Regions from separate parts of the Oncorhynchus mykiss genome. Here region 2 is linked to region 1. A link is a contact called in public Hi-C data. All regions are on one chromosome and are shown on one strand. The core of a region is the stretch at or near the end of the contact, and the rest is flanking DNA. Distances in the headings are between cores, read along the strand shown.

Region 1 (2,700 bases), core at 67-2,566:
AATGTTTCCTCCTTAACTTGGTTCTTCTTATCTCAGTGTCTTCTAGGCCTATTTCCTACTGTTTAACATGAGAAAGGAGAGAAGTGAGGGAGAGAAGGGGGAAAAGTGGGTGAGGGGGAGGTGAGGAGTGAAGGCATGAGCGAGAAAGGGGGATGTGGGGGAGAGCGGGGAGGGAGGGAGAGAGAGGGAGGGTTGAGGCCATAAATACAAAGGCTGTCCCACCACAATTTGAGCCTACAGGCCTTCCAAAACAACACCAGCCTCGCCAACTGCAGTGACTTTGCTGCAACTGCAGCCTGCTAGTCCTGTGATGTAACTCAATGAGAAGAAATCATTGACTCGCTCAGCCACGGTAGGCCAAGGCTACATGATAAAATTACACAGACTAAGCATAGCAGTAGCACTAACAAGCCGCAACAGAAAACACTCGAGTTAAGCTGCGTGGGTTAGATGTGGTAGAAGCACATAGCACCAACCAGGCAGGCTGGCTACACTGTTACTTGACGTTTCACTTCCCAAAGGTCGTTATGTGGCTAGCAAGCTAACAGCTGCTGCGTTGGGCTCCATGTGCCCTGTCAATCAAACACATTGCGATTATCAGTGTTTATCTATATGCGGTCTATATGCAGTGTAGTGTGTCTATGCCCGCGCGTTATAAGTAAGGTAAATACACCAACACCTACCGAATATCTAGATTAATTTTTTTCTCCAATGACCAACTCCGACGCGACCATTTAAAGCAAATACTGATGACGTCTCTTGTCTGTTCTGAATCTAGGGTAGCCTAGTTCCCTGTATAAAATCTGCTACGGTTATAGCCGACAAGCTACCACAGTAGATACATTGTTGCCGATCTAGCGAGCAATCGACGCAGATAAGCAACAATGTCGACTAGAAATTCAATGTATCCTAAAATTCCACCTACAGCGATACACGGGCTGGATCTGCGGTAATATTGGTATTAAATGGTATGTGTATCTTTAAACGACCTCGTCGGTTTCGTGTCCTGTGTGTTCAATGTCATAGCTTAGCACCAATCGTTGTCATCATAATTTAGCAATTCCAAACTACGAGTACAAACCTGAGTGCAATTCTCTGGTATGACATTACATTTATGAAACTAATTCTAGGTCGTGCATTATGTACCTCTAAATTGTCGTCATGTCCTTATGGTTCCTAGATGTTGCCATATTTCAGCTTTTTTCCATTTTCTGCATTTCCAAGTCAGCCGGTGCGAATGGTCTCTTCTAGTCGATGACAGCTGGACCAGTCAGTTAGACACTTCCGTCTCATAACCCCGCCCCCTCCACCAACTCCCGTCCACAGACTGCAAGGGTTTCCCTCTGCGGCCTCGCCCCTTTCCACTGATGAATGGGGTTTCATTGGATATGTCTGGGGAAGCCACACCCATCTCACGCCTTTTCAACGAAATTGCACATGCATTCAAGACGTTCTCCGCCCAAATAAGGATGTCGAGAAATTCATGGGTGGGAGTTGGACATACAGGAAAATAATGTAAGGAAATCATTACATTCAATACTGCCTGCATTTAAACATCTAGTCAGTCAAGGCTTCTGTGCGATATTCAGCTATGATTAAATGGGTTTATTAAACACATTTAAACACAAGATAAAGGCAAGATAAGAGGCAAATCTTGAATCAGCTAGCACATTTGGATTTGGTTCCTCGGAATTTGTGGTAACATACGTTTTTGGTTTCCCATTGGTTCTGGGAACGAAGCTATACGTTTCCTGGCCGGTGAAACTGAATGTTCTGAAAACTGAAGTGAAAATTTCACCTGTTCTGGCAACGTTCAATTTTAGGTTGCAGGGAGGTTCTGATAACGTCTTACTATGGTTTCCGGAAAGTTTTCATTAACGTTCTGAGAACGGAAATGATAGGTTATTGAAAGGTGATTAAATAATGTTTTTAGAACAAGTTTCAATTATACTTTTAATTTGAGAAACAGATGCCTCACAAGTCCTCAACTGGCAGCTTCAATAAATAGTACTTGCAAAACACCAGTCTCTACGTCAACAGTGAAGAGGTGACTCCGGGATGCTGGCCTTCTAGGCAGAGTTGCAAAGAAAAAGCCATATCTCAGACTGGCCAATAAAAATAAAAGATTAAGATGGGCAACTAAACACAGACACTGGTCAGAGGAACTCCGCCTAGAAGGCCAGTATCCCAGAGTTGCCTCTAGACCGTCGACGTTGAGACTGGTGTTTTGTGGGTAGTATTTAATGAAGCTACCAGTTGAGGACTTGTGAGGTGTCTGTTTTTCAAACTAGACACTCTAATGTACTTGTCCTCTTGCTCAGTTGTGCACCGGGGCCTCCCACTCCTCTTTCTATTCTGGTCAAATAAAATAAAATTGTATTGCTCACATTCACTTGGTAAACAGATGTTAATGTGAGCGTTGCGAAATGCTTGTGCTTCTAGTTCCAACAGTGCAATAATATCTAACAAGTAATCTAACAAATTCACAATGACTACCTTATACACACAATGTAAGGGAATGGAATAAGAATATGTACATATAAATATATGGATGCGCCATGGCTGTGTGGCATAGGCAAGATGGTATAAAATACAATATATACAGTTGAAGTCAGAAGTTTGCGTACACCTTAGCCAAATACGTGTAAACTCAGTTTTCACAATTCCTGACATTTAATCCTAGTAAAAAATCCCTGTCTT
Region 2 (2,700 bases), core at 59-2,558, 180 kb after region 1:
CCAATAGTCCCATTTCACACTTTCATGAAAGCAACATTATGCATGATGCAAGATTCAACACACACAACACTGGGCTTTAATCATTACCCCGATTCTGTTTCAAAACGTTTACGCAAAACAGAAAACGCAAAAGAGAGTTTCTATTGGTTAAATTCAGGTAGATCCTTCCCAGTTTCATTTGCTCTGTTTAATTCTTAAAACGGTAAAGGGTTTCCGTAATGAATACACCCTTGATGTTGCCCGCCTGCGCCCTGTTCCAACCAACGGAGCCAAATTAATACAAGAAGGGCCCTCATAGTGATACTGTTAAATATTCAGCTACATTCCTGGGAGGACTATACTTACAACAGGTAGCAGCAGACAGCAGTTAGCACCAACATGGTAACTATCACTCTGTGGAGGGGGAAAGAGAGGCATTATTGCACTGGGCCAAGACATTATTACAAAGCAGTAACAAGACATTAGGCTATAGACAACAACAAACCAAATGTTAGTCCTATATCTATGGTTTATTATGGCAAGTGCTCATCTCCCAGACGTCCTACTGGGCCTACTTCATGCAGATAGGGCTTTATTATGCCAACTTCAGTCACATGCAAGTGACAGAGCAGATGGGAACTAGAAATGGACTGGGGGAAGTTCCAAAATTACATCTTAATTCGTCTATTTCCATCAATTTTTATCCAACAAAACGAAATTTGCCAAATGTTAAAGTTTATTAGTACTTTAAAGTCAACTCAACTATTGTTGGCCATGATGAGCAATATATTTGACAATAGAAACAGCTGCCAAGTATAATAATTTAGCAACGGACTAAAAAGCTAATAAAAAGTTATTGGACGCATACACATAAAAATAGGTTTCACATTTTCCACGAATATGAATACAAGAGACATTTGAGGTCTAGCATGAAGTATGTCCTTTGTTTGCAAACTTTTATAGTTAGCAAGATATTGCTTTTTTCTATCATGTTAGCTAATTTACTCACCCTCTGTTCGGTCCCTTGGGGACAAACCACGGCACAACTCCACCAATAATCCCCCAAAACAGAGTCATCACCGACATAGGAATTACAAAACTAAGCTCCGCCATGTCTGTCTTTTGTTATAGAGTTTTAAAAGTAGAAAAAGTTAACTTATGCGCTTGACAACGCTTACACGACCTCGAAGTAGCGAAATGCTAACAGACTAGGAAGTATGGATCACATGACGTCGCCACAATAAACTGGGCTGGTAGTCAAAGATTTTTTATAAATAAACCAAGATAGACCACAGCCTGTCGTTTCCAATGCGAACAGATGGGTCATAGTGGGCAGAACAAGCATGCGGGTGGGCAGAGCCCAGCACGAGCTAGCGAGATCATATTGGCCCGTTCTAGCATACATCTGTATAGTTCCGTTGGGGACGCCTACTCTGAAATGCGCGTGTGCAATAACTAGATTTTGCACTCCTAAGCAATTTTTTACAATTTTAGCAAAGGCTACCATACTACCATATTTGGTAGTGAGTGGAAACGCCAAACGGATGCTTTATAATCCAGTGATATATCTGTCTCATTGTTCTGTGGGGTAGTGGTGCCAAAAGTTGTTCATAAACGGATCCTTGGAAACTTGATCCAATGGGAAAATCAATGGAGTTTTTGGATAAATGGCCAAAATATCTTAGACCTTTTTTCTATGAAATAATCTTCATCAACTAATGGCACTTTTTGTGAATTTTGAAGTATTTATGTAATAACAAAAAGCCCTCCAGGACACATACAGCACAGATTTACACGGTTCTCAAAACCTCACTCCAGGATGAGCCTACACAAAACACAGCCCTTAGTTTAAGTGTTTCTAAAATCCCCTATGGGAAAAAGGAATGGTGGAAAAACAATTGGGACCATTTCCTTGTTTGACCGCTAAGTTTTATGGGTATTATGACAGATACTGTGGTACTCTATGGAAGCGGGCCAAAATGAATTGACACCCTAAATCATTGCTGTGGCCGGATTTGGCCAGCGGGCCTTGTGTTTCACACATGTGACTTTGAGGGAACAGAGAGTGTGATTGTCTATGGATCTGAAGTAAACAGAGTTAATGTAAGTCCTCCAACCCTCCAGTCTATTACTAGGATAAATCACAGATACTTTCTCCTCCCTCTCTGAATAGTAACATGTCAATGAGCTGATCCAGCCTGTAACTTACACTCTCTGGGCTTCGTTTAATTGGACCATCAGAGTAAAGCTGTAAAGCTAATATTGATCTAGACGGGTTAATTGATCTCTCTAAGTGACTGCATAGAACAAGATGACTGGCCGTGATAGTCTGCTTGCCTGCCAGCCTATCTGTGAGTCTGCCTGTCTGGAAAGGGAAAGGAGATACCTAGTCAGTTGTACAACTGAATACATTCAGCTGAAATATGTCTTCTGCATTTAACCCAGCCCCTCTGAATCAGAGAGGTGTGTGTGTGTGTGTGTGGGGGGGGGGGGGGGGGGGGGCAGCTTCCCGCTGCCCCTGTCTGTCCTTCTAGCCGTTTGTCTGTTTGTTCACACTAGACTGAGTTGTGTGGTGGAGTGTGTCTCTGTGTTGTCTGGCCATAGAGAGCAGATCAGCCTCACATGTAGGGAATGTCTGGAAGGGTCAGCAGTGGGGAAGGTGGAACGTTTTAAGTTCCTCGGCGTACACATCACAGACGAACTGAAATGGTCCACCCACAC

What was found. Hi-C and Micro-C count contacts between places; a contact is called where the count stands out from the background.
Region 2: a Hi-C map of liver shows a contact between it and region 1, with 6 times the contacts expected there. The contact joins the promoter of LOC110504600 here to the promoter of LOC110504372 in region 1. A contact is called at or near these places in 2 of 3 Hi-C or Micro-C datasets (blood and liver).

Annotation. Positions count from the first base shown.
Region 1 is chr31:12,715,419-12,718,118 of USDA_OmykA_1.1, forward strand. LOC110504372 (cytoplasmic polyadenylation element-binding protein 4) reads right to left here and starts at 1,317. Exons shown (of 12, transcript XM_036969722.1): 1 at 1,147-1,317; 2 at 1-55.
Region 2 is chr31:12,894,398-12,897,097 of USDA_OmykA_1.1, forward strand. It overlaps LOC110504600 (V-type proton ATPase subunit e 2), which reads right to left and starts at 1,309. Exons shown (of 4, transcript XM_036969930.1): 1 at 989-1,309; 2 at 346-393. The coding sequence starts at 1,092.